Regions from separate parts of the Sus scrofa genome. Here regions 2 and 3 are each linked to region 1. Evidence: chromatin contacts called from public Hi-C data. All regions are on one chromosome and are shown on one strand. Each heading gives the region's core, a stretch centred on a gene start, on an enhancer-like site or on the middle of the called end of the contact. The rest is flanking DNA. Distances are from core to core; before and after follow the strand shown.

Region 1 (4,889 bases), core at 1,191-3,690:
AGCCACCTTCCTGAATTTAGTTATCATTGCTCTAACAGACATGCATTATTTTTAAAGGACTGAGGAGGTACTCATCTAAATTGTGAAAGAGTGCTTGCCTCTGGGGAGGGGAATGAAATTGGGGTTGTGTTAGGATTTGAATGGGACTCTTAATTTTTCTACCTTTTTTTTTTTTTTTTTTTTTTGCTTTTGCTTTTTAGGGCCGCACCCTAAAAAGGTAGAGGTTCCCAGGCTAGGGGTTGACTCAGAGCTATAGCTGCCGGCCTACACCACGGCCACAGCAATGTGGGATCCTAGCCACGTCTGGGAGCTACACCACAGCTCACGGCAATGCCAGATCCTTAACCCACTGAGTGAGGCCAGGAGATCCAACCTGCAACTTCATGGTTCCTAGTCAGATTGTTTCCACTGAGCCACAAGAGGAACTCCTCTTTTTTCTTTTCCTTTTTTTGTCCTCAGTATGAGGGAGTTCCCGGACTCCTGATGGGATTCGTTAACCACTGAGCCACGAGGGGAACTCAAGCCATAGCAGCAACAATGCCAGATCCTTAACCCCTAGGCCACCAGAGAACACCCTCAATAGACTTTTTTTTTTTTTTTTTGCATTTTTTGCTTTTTAGGGCCACACCTGTGGCATATGGAGGTGCCCAGGCTAGGGGTTGAATTGGAGCTGTAGCCCCAGCCTACATTCGTTAACCACTGAGCCACAAAGGGAACTCCTCCTCAATAGACTTTTTAAAGGATTCAAAATTGTGCGAACACACCTACATATGGTCCAAGACTAAAAGATACTATGCAGAAGGAAAACATCCACAAAATTAGTTTATGAGAATTGGGAAGAGGGTCCTCAAGAAAAGGTTCCTTAAGAAAGTAGACTCTAGGGAGTTCCCGCCTTGGAGCAACAGAAACGATTCCGACTAGGAACCATGAGGCTGCCCATCTGATCCCTGGCCTCGCTCAGTGGGTTAAAGGCTTCCACGTTGCCCTGAGCTGTGGTGTAGGTTGCAGATGTGGCTCAGATCTGGCGTTGCTGTGGCTCTGGCGTAGGCCAGCGGCTACAGCTCTGATTGGACCCCTAGCCTAGGAACGTCCATGTGCCGCAGGTGCGGCCCTAGAAAGAGACTAAAAGACAAAAAAAAGAAAAGAAAAAAAAAAAGAAAAGGAGACTCTAAACTGAGACTAGAAGCAGGAGGAGTGTATACTGGATACAGATGGGAGCAAGAAGAGTTTGGTACGGAAAAACTTACTTGAGTCTATGCGAGAGGAGGGGATCTTTATTATGTATTTATTTATTTTGTCTTTTTACCATTTCTCCGGCGGCTCCAACAGCATATGGAGGTTCCTAGGCTAGGGGTCCAATCGGAGCTGTAGCCGCTGGCCTACGCCACAGCCACAGCAACGCGGGATCCGAGCCACGTCTGTGACCTACACCACAGCTCACGGCAACGCCGGATCCTTAACCCACTGAGCAAGGCCAGGGATCGAACCTGCAACCTCATGGTTCCTGATCGGATTCGTTAATCACTGAGCCACAACGGGAACTCCGAGGGGATCTTTAAAAGAACCAAAAATGCTTCAAATTTTCTTAAATGGAGAACGAAAGCGGGGCGGGGAGCGAGGGGGAGAGGGACAAGAGGCTGGAGAGAGAGAGACGGGGACAGATTATCCTTGACGTCTACCTTGAGGGTGGAAGGCAGGGCAGGGCTCAGACCAGACTTATTCGTTTTGGAAAACTCACTCTGGAACTGTGGAGAGAATGAGAAGAAGGAGCAGGGAGTTCCGTTAGGGGGCTGTTGCAGAAATCCCGAGAAGAAATGGTGGGGGACAGAGCCGGGCACTACCGGAGGAGGAGGGGAGGGGCTGGTTTGAGACCCTTAGGACCAGACGCATGGATGAGGCGCTAAGGAAAACCAAGCGGCCAAGGCCAACTCCCTGTTTCCCAGGCGACAGCCGAGCTGCCGGGGCTGGAGAAGTAGCAGCGCGGAGGGGTAAGATGGTGTCCGCTTTTGGACGCGTGGGTGTGAGCTACCTGCGGAGAAGCCAGGGGTAGATGTTCAACAGGGCGCGGGAGGCAGGGGCTTGGCTCGGAGGCACGTCCGTGCTGACGAGGAAGGTGGAGTCAGTCCGCCCCTAACCGTTCCCTGGGATCTGGGGAACCGCAGGCCGGAGCAGGCCCGGAAGCCGGTGTCACCGAGAGGCTCCCACCCCGTCCCCGGAGCCCAGCGAGAGCCCGTGAGGAGCGCGATCAGGACCGGAACGGAGACCAGATGCTCCCCGCTCCATCCGCAAACCCGGCGGGATCGGAGTCGTCCGGGATTGGAGCCGCCGCGGAGCCCCGGAACCTTCGGCCGCTGTCGCCCCGGTTCGCCGCGGAACCGGTCGGGGGAACCCATTCGCGGTTGCTAAGGGGCGGCCCCGGAAGTGACGCGCCCCGGGTTTGTTGACAGCGGAGGCGGCGGCGGCTGCAGGCTCCGAGCCGTAGGAGCCGGATCGGGGGAGGGGCCGGGCCCGGGAGCCAGCACCCGCCGGCCCTCAGCCCCGCCCGCAGCCCTAAGGGCAAGGTAACGGCCACGGGGTCTCCCCTCCCCGGCGCGACCCCCTCCCGCCCGGGGCTCCCATCCCTGGGATCCCCAGCTCCGCCCCGCAGACCCCCTTCTTCCCCAAACCCTGGCCCTAGCCTGTCGAGATCCCCTGCTTCCCCCGGAGCTCTGGCTCGGAATTCTCCCGGGCCGCATCCTCTGCGCCTCCTTGTCGAGGAAGCATCTCGTCCACTCCCGGGGCCAAGGGATGTATCTGCGTCCTCTCTCTTTTCCCCTCCTGCCTCCGGTGCCTCACCATCGCCACTGCCACCACTTGCAAAGGTCCATCTCGGCGAATGGTGGGAGGGTTCCCTTCTTAACCCCTGCTGCCCCGTCAGAGAAACATGCCATTAAAACTAAACTCCATTCCTCCAGAAAGAAAATGACGCCCTGTCGCTTAGCCCCTACAAAATGGGGGATAAATGCAAGGCTAAAGAGGCTAGCTTCTGCCCCTCCTACCTGTTGGATGAGCTGAAGTTCCCCCAAAGCAGTGCCTGAAAGCTCAGGGACCGCTTGGATTCTAGATAAGCTCCCCAAAGGGATGACAGAGTGTGGGGGGATGCACAGGGTGGGAAAGGGATGGGGTGGGGTTGCAAACCTGAGGGCCAGAGGAGCCTGATAGGTGAGTTGAAAGTGAAACCGACTGTGCTGGCTACTAAAGTTCTGTGGGTGGAACTTGGCTTGGCTGTTTGGCCCAAGCAGTTCAAGATTTCCAGGCTTTGTGCCTGTCAGTGCGTTTGATTTTTACATCGGGGAAGATGCCTGATGCCTCCACAGAAAAATCACCCCATATGAACAAGGGTCACAGGAGGCTATACTTAGAGCAGGAGGTGGTTGCCAGTGGTGAGGGGGTCTCTGTGTTTCAGGTCACTAATTGATTCAGCAAATCATAAATGTATGTAAGGTGACAACAATGTAAGGTAGAGGAAAACAAAGCAGGAAGAGCCATGCAAAGGCTGGGCTTGCCCTATTTTTAGAGGGAGATCAGAGAAGATCTCTAATGTGATATTTGAGCAGAGACCTGAACAGAGTGAGGGAGCAAGCCACATAGCTCTCTGGAAGCTGAGCAAGTGCAAAGGTCCTGAGGTAGAATACCTGATGATTTAAAGAAACAGCCAGATAATGGAGTTCCCATCGTGGCTCAGTGGAAACAAATCTGACTAGTATCCATGAGATGCAGGTTCAATGCGTGGCCTCACTTAGTGGGTTAAGGATCCAGCATTGCCCTGAGCTGTGGTGTAGGTCACAGACGAAGCTCTGATCTGGTGTTGCTGTGGCTGTGGCTGTGGTGTAGGCCAGTGGCTACAGCTCCAATTCGACTCCTAGCCTGGGAACCTCTGTATGCTGTGGGTGCAGCCCTAAAAGGACAAAAAGAGAAAAAAGAAAAGAAAAGGAAAAAGAAACAACCAGACAGAGTTCTCGTTGTGGCTTAGTGGTAATGAACCCAATTAGTATACATGAGCATGCTGGTTCAATCTCTGGCCTCTCTCAGTGGGTTAAGATTCTGGCGTTGCTGTGAGCTGTGGTGTATGTCACAGATGAGGCTTGGATCCCGAGTTGCTGTGGCTGTGGTATAGACTGGCAGCTGTAGCTCCAGTTTGACTCCTAGTCTGGGAACCTCCATATGCCGCAGCCAAAAAAAAAAAATTAAGAAACAGCCAGAGGGAGTGTCTGTCATGGCTCAGTGGTGAACGAACCTGACTAGTGTCCATGAGGACTCGGGTTCAATCCCTGGCCTCACTCAGTGGGTTGAGGATCTGGCGCTGCCGTAATCTGTGGTGTGGGTCGAAGACGTGGCTCGGATCCCTCGTTGCTATGGCTCTGGCATAGGCCGGCAGCTGTAGCTCTGATTCCGCCCCTAGCCTGGCAACCTCCATATGCCGCCAGTGCTGCCCTAAAACACAAAAAGACAAAAAAAAAAAAAAAAAAAAGAGAGAGAGAAAGAAAGAAACAGCCAGAGGACCATAGGGCTGGAGCCGAGTGAAGGAGGGGAAGAGTGGTTGACAAAGACAGAGAAGAGCAAGAGTTCCAGTCGTGGTGCAGTGGGTTAACAAATCTGACGAGGAGCCATGAGGTTGCGGGTTCGATCCCTGCCCCTGCTCAGTGGGTTAACAAATCTGACGAGGAGCCATGAGGTTGCGGGTTCGATCCCTGCCCCTGCTCAGTGGGTTAACTGTAAGCGTTGCCATGCGCTGTGGTGTAGGTTGCAGACACGGCTCAGATCCCACATTGACTGTGGCTCTGGCGTAGGCCGGGGGCTGCAGCTCCAATTAGACCCCTAGCCTGGGAATCTCCATATGCCGCAGGAGC
Region 2 (4,889 bases), core at 1,648-4,147, 91 kb after region 1:
GCTGCTCCATGGCACATGAAGTTCCAGGGCCAGGGCTAAGATCCTAGCCACAGCTGTGACCGATGCTGCAGCTGCCACAATGCTGGATCCCTAACCCAACCTGGGTCCCAGTGCCCCAGAGATGCTGCTGATTCCATTGTGCCACATTGGGAACTCCCTAAATTACAATTTTTTTTTTTTGTCTTTTTGCCTTTTCTAGGACTGCACTTGCGGCATATGGAGGTTCCCAGGCTAGAGGTCTAATCGGAGTTGTAGCGCCAGCCTATGCCACAGCCACAGCCGCAGCCACAGCCATGCCAGATCCGAGCTGGGTCTGTGACCTCCTCCACAGCTCACGGCAATGCCATATCTTTAACCCACTGAGTCAGGCCAGGGATTGAACCCACAACCTCACGGTTCCTAGTTGGGTTTGTTTCCGCTGCACCACGACAGGAACTCCCCTAAATTACAATTTTGAGGAGTGCTCCATAGGAGATAAACTCAATCCCCTGAGAGCCAGCAATGGGCTTGAGATCTGGCCCCCGTAGTAAATAACACTTCCAAGGAGGCATGAAGGTCAGGAGGGCAGGAAGGAGTGCTCTAGGTGGAGGGAAGGTGCACGGAGGCCAGAGGTCTGGCGGAGGAGTTTGATTTGCTGTCAGGGTAAAGGAATGGCCAGAGTGCCTGCAGCTTCAGAATGGGAGAAAGAGCCTCCCACCCCCACCCCTGCCCAAGCACCACAGGGCCACTTCCTGTCCAATTGCTTCTGCTTCTCCTCCTCTTCCTCCTCCAGTGAGCCTTGCTCCCCTTCCAGCCTCCTCCTTTCTGGCACAAGTGCCTGCTCAAGACTCTCCCACCCTGGAAACGTTTCCCCAGCTGTCCTGTGTAATACTTGACACAGCAAACCTTTGTTCTTTCATTCCCTCCTTTCTAATCACAAATAAACCACAATAAGACTTGAACCCTACAAAGAGAGAAAAATAAAAACCTAAATTACCCAGGAGCAGCTGTTATCCATATTTGGATCCATGCCTCTGGGTTTTGTTAGAAATATATATTGTGGAGTACCACGGTGGCCTAGCAGGTTAAAGATCCAGCGTTGTCACTGCTGTGGTGGGGTTTGATCCGTGGCCCTGGGAACTTTTGCTTACATGCCACAGGCCCAGCCAAAAAATAAAAATAAAAAAGGAAAAAGATACATATATTGTTATAAAAATAGGATAAGATGCAATGTACATAAATTGGATTTTATAAAAGCTTTACTATGCTGCAAACATTTTGCCACATTTAAAGAGCAGTGTAACAACACTCTTAATGGCCACCTGAGATTCTAATACCATGTATTAGAAAAACTCAACCAAAGGCTCAGTGTCCATTCTTTCTCAAATATTTAGTGAACACCTGTTGTGTGCCATGACTTTGCTTAGAAATTTAGGCTGACTGCAGAATCTTGCTGTTATCATAGTAATACTACTGTAAATGAATAATTGCTGAATATCCTTGGGTCTCAATGTCTGTGCAAATCTGTAATTGTTTTTATTTTATTATTACTATTATTATTTTTTGTCTTTTTGCCTTTTCTAGGGCTGTTCCTGTGGCACATGGAGGTTCCCAGGCTAGGGGTCTAATTGGAGCTGTAGCCACTGGCCTACACCAGAGCCACAGCAACGCCGGATCTGAGCCGTGTCTGCAACCCACACCACAGCTAATGATAACACCAGATCCTTCACCCACTGAGCAAGGCCAGGGCTCGAACCCACAACCTCATGGTTCCTAGTTGGATTCATTAACCACTGTGCCATGATGGGAACTCCTGAAGCTGTTATTGTTGATTCAGGAAAAATTCCCAGAAGTAAGATTTCTAGATTAAAGAGGAGGCTCACTTTAATGTCAAATTACAGTCCAGTTTGTTAGATTTTGCCTATTTTCACTCATACTTACTTCCTGTGTTGAGCTTCCTAATAATATCCATTACTTTCTCTACTTCCTCCTAAACCCTCTGCAGGCTGGCTTTTGTTCCCACAACTCTACTGAAATTGTTTGGGGCACTGAATACCTGGGACTATCCTTCTCTTCTTGAAATATTCTCCTTCCTTTATCAGGTAAAGCAGGTCCTACTGGCCTTAGCCTTTTGCAGTCTCATTTTATGTCTAGGAAACCAAGGCCCAAAGAGGTACCAAGTCTATTAAAGGGACAAAGCACTGGTCAGGCTTCAAATCCAGGCATTCTGACTCCTACAGCCTTGAACTTCTTTTCTGAGTATGATTTTTGGAATTCTTGGTGGTGTTTGCAAATTTTTCTGTTAAGAGGGCCTCACAAGGAGAATTCTATCTGGTTCCATTTTATTTTTAGGAAGAAATTCCTGTTGCGTTCCATGCCTCCTCTCCCACTGCCCCCCCATCCCTAATCTAATCAGTCCTCAAGGCCTTGGCTGGAAAAAGGTCCTGATGAGAACTCAGTGCTGAAGTGGTGCAGAGGGGCCTCTGATTGGGCAGATTTACAACCCTCTGAGAGTTTAGGGATAGGAGGAAAGTGGCCCAGAGGACCTGGCCGGAGGACTCTTGCTAGGAGTCTCAGAATAGGGCCTTGGGCCAAGCAGCTGCCCCCGAGATCTTGGGCAAATACGATGTAGCTGATCTGGAGCAGTTACTTTTCTGACCATCAACCACCCTCATGGGACATGTAACAGCTGATTCTTCATAGAGTTAGTTTGAGGAGTTATTAGGATCAACATACAGAAAACTGTGGACTCGACCTGCTACATGATAAACACTCAATAATGGGGTAGTTGTTCGGGTCTTTAATTTTGGCTTAAGCATTTTTCTATATCCGACCTCATCTGGGCCTTTCAACTACGCAACCACACTCTGGATCTACATGTGGACATTTAAAATCGCCATTTTATTGAGGCAGAAAATGGTAAGAGGGAGACCACTTGGCTTTGAGGTGGCCGCCAACTGGAGCCATGGGGTCGTAGGGCTCTGCTGGAGCATCCGGCTGCACTGCCAGCACTGCACCTCTAAGTCCGCAACTCTCCAGCCCGCCGCGGCCGCAGACTCCCGCCCTCGTCTCTGCGCCTGGCCGCCCAGCGCCATCTTTGAAGCTGGCACTTGCGCCCTGCATCCGCACTTCCCGTCCCCCTTCTCCAGAGCAGCTGCGCATGCCCTAAGCGTGCTCCCTCTGGAGTTGGAGAATGCAAAAGTAGTACTGCTTGTCGCATCGTCGGAAAAGAGTCATTTATCTTTTCTTCTCGGGTCTTGGAAGGAGGCGCTCTGACAAATTCAAAAATGGCGCCGATAGCCTCATCTCCTCAGTCTTCCGCTCTGGAGGCGCAGGGACGAAGGTCGCGGCGGAGTGCGCCGGCGTAAGGAGGCGGGGCCGTCTCCATGGCAACCTGCGCGCTGAGAGGGCAACTCTTCCCGGCGGGAAGGGCGGGTGCTGAGGCGCTGGCGACCCGCGGGATTGCGAGTCCCGAGGGGCCCGAGCGGCCCGGGCCGCTGCAGGACGAGACCCTGGGCGTAGCGTCGGTGCCTTCGCAGTGGAGGACCGTCCAGGGCATCCGCGGGGAGACGGTGAGGGCGCGGGCTCCGCTCGGGGGGACGCGGGCGGGAGGGTGAGGGATGGCGCGCGGCCACCAGGCCAGGTTCTCGGGTCCCACCGTTTAATTTTTACATTTTAATGCACAGAAACTAACTCTTGGGATGCTCTGTCCCAATTTCCCCAGTCTTTGACTACCAACAGAAAGGGTTTTTCTTTAAAAACCTCTAAAGACCCCACTTTGTGGAGGTCTTTGTGTGAACTGCAGTTTTTAGGCATTTCAGACTGACTTTCACTTAGTAAAATGCCCGAGCTGCATCTTAAGGTCGAGATACGCCGGCTTTCGAGTACGTAGTTGGACCCAAAGCACACAGACGAGATTGTCTGAGATGAGGGCAGGGCTTCTGAGGGGTCTGGGTGTAGGTTTTGTAGGTGTGGAGAGACTTGTTCTGGCGCTGATGATTCATCAGTCGACAGTGCTGGAGCTCCGTCCTGGAGCCGTAGTTTTGCAGGGGACAGAAAATAAACAATGTCCGTTATAAATAAATTGCAGCGTGTGTTAGAGGCAGTAGTGCCATGGACAAAGGGAAAAGGGTGCGGGATTAGAAAGACCGGGTTGGGGATTTGAGGGTGGGCTGCAGGGCGGGCCTCCCTGAGAGGGTGATGTTTCAACAACAATTTGGAGGAGCGAGAGATTTAGCCAAGTGGATACCTGAGTTAGAACCCTCCAGGCAGAGCCAACTTCAGGTGCAAAGGCCCTGGGGTTGGAGCACATCTGATGCGTGAGGAGGCGGATGGGGCTGGAGAGGAAGGAGAATGGCCCCAGGTGAGGTCAGAGAGGGTAAGGAGAGGCAGGTCAGGTGTAGGACCTTGCAGATCATTGTAAGGATGTTGGCTTTTCCTCAGTAAAAATGAGCGTTACAGGGGGGCTGCATATTTCCCAGAAGAGGAAACAGGGTTCACTTGCCACACAGGTGTTTGAACCTGCAGAGCCTACATCCTCAGCAACGCCAGTGACATTTCCACGAAGTCTACTCTCTTTTTTCTTTTTTTTTTCATGGCTGAACCCATGGCATAAGGAAGTTCCCTCATCAGGGATTGAATCTGAGCGGCAGCTGCAGCATCACTAGATCCTTTAACCCCCTCGAAGCAATTGGAGCTGCTGCATTCAGATTGTGTTTTAGGGCTGCACCTGTGGCAGATGGAAGTTGCTAGGCTAGGGATCGAATAGGAGCTGCAGCTGCTGGCCTACACCACAGCCGCAGCAACTCGGGATCAGAGCCGCGTCTGTGACCTACACCACAGCTCACGGCAATACCGGGTCCTTAACCCACTGAGCAAGGCCATCGATTGAACCCTCGTCCTCATGGTTA
Region 3 (4,889 bases), core at 1,706-4,205, 88 kb before region 1:
GGAAGTGGGGAGAGGTCAGCTACAGCGGGGTGAGCTGGATCCGGGCAGAGACATGGCCCCGGCCCAGACATACAACGTCCACGCAAACACAAAAGCCAGCCATCACCTGTAGTTAAGAAGCATTTAGTGAGCACCTACTACATGCCAGGCAGTCTGCTCAGAACGGTCCACAAGAGTGAACAAGACAAGCTGGGTAGGAGAGAGAGAGGTGCAATCGGACTACAGGCTGGGGCAGCCCAAACCAGCCAGGAACTGGAAGCATGACCCAGCCATCAGGCAGGGAAGGCCAAAGGATAAGGAGGCATTAGCGGGAAGGGAGCAAGGGGTTGGGGGGGGAATGGACACGGCTGCACAAAGGGACTGTGGAGCCTTCCAGCCATTGACACCACTGAGCAGGTATCACAGCTACTTGATGGTGGACACTAGGCTGGGGGAAAGAGGCAGGAGACGGTCCCCAGCCTCACAGGGAGCCAGTCAACAACGGGGCAATACTGCACAGGGTGATGACAGCTAGGCAGTGAAGCGCCAGGGGCTATAGAGGAACAGAAGCCAGGGGAGCCGGCCTCCACCTCCACCCCCCTCAGCAAGGAGTGGGATCCCCCCCGCCCCCACAACCCGGAGGCTGAGAGGTCCTGTCACTTGTCCGGGACAGAGGCGGGCCCAGAACTCAGGCCTCTAGACTCCCTGGCAGAGGAGTCTCCTAACCCTTCCTCTTGCAGGAAACACTAGCTGACCTCCCCCTATGTATTCACCCCAGCTAAGTCCTCGTCCTCTGGCTGCCTCTGGAACATTGCTAGTGTTATGCCGGCCGCTGTATCAACGTTCTCCTGCCTGCCTCTCCTCCCAGACCGTGGCCAGTGACTCTGTTCTCCTAGTACCACTGCCGGCCCAGGCCAGGCCCTTACCAAAGGATGGCTGAGGGAATGAATGAATGAGTCAAGGGACAGAACGATGCTGTGCTGGGCTTTAGGGCCCCACCTCCAATCTAGCTGACGCCCCACGAGGTCTCAGACCATCAGCCTGGAAAAATCCATCACCTCCACTCTCGGGAGAGGGCGTCAGGAACCAGGCTGATTCTTTTCCTCCACCTCCTAGAGGCGAGGTCCAGACCAAGCCAGGCAGCAACCCAAGGTCCGGCCGAGTTCTGACCTGAGTCCTGACCTACAGGGGCAGTCCACCCCACGCCCCACCCCCACCCCAGTCCAGAAAGGCCACTGAAAGTGTGCAGAGGAAACGGCTTCCTAGTAGGTGTGTCCCGGGGATGGAGCATCTGGGGGAAGTCATGAACATTTCTCGGGCCCTTGCTCTGTGGCCCACAGCCCCTGGAAGGCGAGGGGCATTCAAGCTAACCCCAAAGAATGGCTAAAACTGGGAGACAGGGAGGCAGCGGTCAGTATTCCTACCCCAGCACCTCTCCAAAAGCCAGTCCTCTGGCACCAGTCAGCTGTCCTTCCCTCCCCTTGTGAGCCAGAAGAAAACGTGACCTTCATGGAAGCAATGCCAGTGTGACTGGGCCACAGGCACTGCCCAGTTCCTCTGAACAAACTCCCACTGCCCCGTCCCTCCACAGGAAGGATCACAGCATCGGACCTCCTCCTCCTGCCTCCAGTCTGTCTGTCTGCCAGACGGTCTGCTCAGAGGGCAGGATACAGTTTGGCAGGGGTAAAAAGCACTCGTAATGGAAAAGGTGGGAGAGGCCTTTGGGAGCTTTTCAGCTGTCCCAGCCTTCCTCTGTAGTTGAGATCCAAATTCCCCTTCCCTCATCAAGCTCTCTCCCTCTTCATCCTCAAAAGGTTCCTGGGGGGTAGGGAAGCCTCCATCAAGGAGGAGTGTGGTCACCAAGGGCTGCCCCCCTCTCCAGCCAAATCTCCAGCAGGAGGAGGTTGCCAGACACCCCCCAACCACCACTCCTTCTTCCCAAAAAAGGCAGCAGTTGCATCAGCTAAGAACCAGCTCAATCTTGGTTCACTCCAGTCCAGACCAGGGGAAAGAAGCAGTCTACAAAAGGAGCAGAATCATCATGAACCTCAAATGCCGGCAGCTCAGCTCCTTCACCTTGGGAGCCAACTTTGCTGGACCTCCAGCCTGGACCTCATCAGACCTGGCTCTCCCGCCCATCTGGATGCACAGGACATCTGTAGGGTCCAGAGCCTCGGACCCTGGACCAGGTTTCCCAGGAATCTCAGTCCAGAGAGCCCCCAAGAACCTAGCCAGGGATCTGCCCCAGATCAGGGCACAGTTCCCGCCGGATCAAGGAGAGGGAGGGGTCCAGGAAAGAGGGGGGTGTCAGAAGCCCAGGAGAAGGGGCTTTTTTGAAAACGAAAAAAAAAAAAAAAACTACCAAGAAGAGATCCCAGAGGTGGAACCTCTAGGAAGGGGGTATGTGTGTGTGGAGGGGTGAGGATCTGGGGGAACCCAGGGGATGACAAGGGGACCTGGGGGAGCCGAGGCGGAAACTCCCGGTATGTAGAGCGCAAGGAGGCACTGGGGTGCCTGGGAGGGGGCTCGCGCGCCGCGGCACCGCGGAGAGGGTGGGGGCCCCAGCGACCCCGGGGATGGGGAACCCGGAGGAAGGCCGAACTGAGCTGCGGCAGGAGGCCTCCAGGGAGCCGGCCCCGGCGGGCAGAACCCGACCTGTCCAGGGCGCCCGGGGCCGGACAGCTGGCCGGGGACGTATAGGAGTGGATTTCGAGAGGTGACAGCTCGTGCCCCCTTCCCCTCCCCACTCTCTTACCTGAGCCCGCCGCGCCCGGCCGCCCAGCCGGCAGCTCCGAGCCCCCGCCTCGCCGTCCCGCCGCCGGCTGCAGCGCCCCTCCGGCGCCTCCTTTTGTTTGTCCCTCACTGCACCACTCAGCCTCCTCCGCCCCGGAAGTGACGTCACCGTCGGGCGCGAACGCGGCGGCCAGGGTGTTGCCATCTTTTTGAGGGGCGCAGTCTCCAAGCCTTCACCTCCTCCTCCTCTCCCTGCTGGCGCCATGTTGCTTTGGGGCGGAAGTAGCGGAGCCGGGGTTCGGCCCCCTTAAAGGGACAGGGACTGCTGTAACCTTGCCGGCTTGGGGACGAAGGGTGAAGCGGCCGAGGCGGGGGTGAGTAGCTGCTGCCTGAGCGTTGCTGCCCCGAAGTCAGGTGGCGTGGCGGGAGGGCCTGGTAACTGGTTCCGAGCTCGATTGTGCCAGACCCCTCGCTTCGTTTGCGCTGAAAGGTTGACCCAGCCGGGAGCCGTTGCGCGCGCTTCTCGCTGACCCGCACTCGGACACAGGGACCTTCCGGGCTGATCCTCTCTGCACCCCCATCCCCCACTCCCCCACCCCCAGCAGTCGGTGGGGAAGAGAGAACCCAATGCAACTGGACGAAATCTGAGCAGAGCCGGGTCTGGAACGGGGTGCCGGACTCCAGCTCTATGGATCCCGAGCCCTCGGAGTATCCAGATTGATAATAGTAACGGCAACCACGTTAAGACAGAATCCGTACATTGAAAGACAGTGCCTCCACTAAAAAGAAAAATGTTCAATACGCACTAATATGGGACGACTTCCAAGATAACTTAGATGGGAAAAGGAAGGAGCGAAAAGAACAGCGTTAATCATACTACCGATTGTTTTGAAAGAACGTGTTGTGGGGAGGGGTACGGGTGTCTGCGGGTGTGTGAACCAGCCGCCTTGTCAAATAAATGCGAGAGAAGTTGTTCACTGGGGTGGCCTCGAACAGGAGAACCGGGATCCTGGGGATCTGGACATGGGGGAAGAATTTACTACCGAGTGCACAGGTTGGTTAAAAATAAAGTGGGAAGATGAGAATAATGACCGGTTCTGGTTTATCTAGGGCTGACAGGTGCGTGCTTTCAGCTCTCCTGCTGGAAGGTCTTGTATTTCCCCATTACGGGAGGAACCAGGCTGAGAAATTAGGGACCTTAGTAATGTCGCATAGCCAGGAAATGAAAAAGCTGGAATTTGAGCCCTGGAGGAGTTTACACTAATGCCATCATTCTTGCTTATCCCCCTCTTGAGAAGCCTTTTTGTTTGTTTGTTTGTTTTTGTTTTGTTATCAACCACACAATTCACTTGGAACCTGACACACAGCAGAATCCAGTAACTGTTTATTGGCTGGAATGGTCAGGAGACAACCATAGTGTAGAATGAAGAGAAGCGCGCTTTGGAGCCCAGAACCCAATCTGGAGCCCAAGACTTGCTTCTTCCAGCCTTGAGACTCTGGACCAGGCACATACCTCCCAGAGCCTCCATGTCCCCTCCTGTAGAACTAACTACAATGACTGACGCTGAGTGCTCCCACCTGGCCTGCTTTACATGCCAATTAGCCCCATTTTACAGATCAGTAAGTGCAGAGAAGTGAAGAAAGTTGCCCACCACAACATTGTAAATCAACTATACTTCAATTTTTTTTAAAGTTGCCCAGGAGCTCTCTGGTGACACAGCAGGTTAAGGATCTGGTGTTATCATTCCTGTGGCTCTGGTTACTGCTGTGGCTTGGGTTTGATCCCTGGCCTGGGAACTTCTTTTTTTGCGGGGAGGGGGGAGCACTCTTGCAGCATATGGAGGTTCCCAGGCTAGGGGTTGAATCAGAGCTGCAGCTGCCAGCCTAACCACAGCCACAGCCATGCCAGATCCCAGCCACCTCTGCAACTTACGCCACAACTCACGGCCATGCCGGATCCTTAACCCACAGAGAGAGGCCAGCGATGGAACCCACCTCCTCATGGATACTAGTCACATTTTAACCCTCTGAGCCACAGCAGGAACTCCCTGGCCTGGGTACTTCTGCATGCTGGGTACTTCTGCATGTTATAAATAAATAACAGAGAGTTAGCAATGAGAAATCTTTCCCTCTGATGTCCCCCTCCCATTCCTTTGGCCCCTAGAGTGGCATCCAGC

The links. Hi-C and Micro-C count contacts between places; a contact is called where the count stands out from the background.
Region 2: a Hi-C map of liver shows a contact between it and region 1, with 2.9 times the contacts expected there. The contact joins the promoter of WDR34 here to the promoter of ZER1 in region 1. A contact is called at or near these places in 2 of 5 promoter capture datasets (fetal liver and liver), 13 of 47 Hi-C or Micro-C datasets (alveolar macrophages, blood, embryonic fibroblasts and 6 more) and 2 of 2 datasets of contacts at active chromatin or transcription factors (alveolar macrophages and skeletal muscle).
Region 3: a contact with region 1 is called in a Hi-C map of skeletal muscle, with 3 times the contacts expected there. The contact joins the promoter of KYAT1 here to the promoter of ZER1 in region 1. A contact is called at or near these places in 2 of 5 promoter capture datasets (fetal liver and liver), 5 of 47 Hi-C or Micro-C datasets (heart right ventricle, liver and skeletal muscle) and 2 of 2 datasets of contacts at active chromatin or transcription factors (alveolar macrophages and skeletal muscle).

Annotation. Positions count from the first base shown.
Region 1 is chr1:269,119,430-269,124,318 of Sscrofa11.1, reverse strand. ZER1 (zyg-11 related cell cycle regulator) reads left to right here and starts at 2,440. Exons shown (of 16, transcript NM_001244486.1): 1 at 2,440-2,561.
Region 2 is chr1:269,028,986-269,033,874 of Sscrofa11.1, reverse strand. It overlaps WDR34 (WD repeat-containing protein 34), which reads left to right and starts at 2,897. Exons shown (of 9, transcript XM_005660487.3): 1 at 2,897-3,551. The coding sequence starts at 3,366.
Region 3 is chr1:269,207,619-269,212,507 of Sscrofa11.1, reverse strand. It overlaps KYAT1 (kynurenine--oxoglutarate transaminase 1), which reads left to right and starts at 2,955. Exons shown (of 13, transcript XR_002337758.1): 1 at 2,955-3,086. LRRC8A (volume-regulated anion channel subunit LRRC8A) reads right to left here and starts at 2,848. Exons shown (of 4, transcript XM_001928850.6): 1 at 2,735-2,848.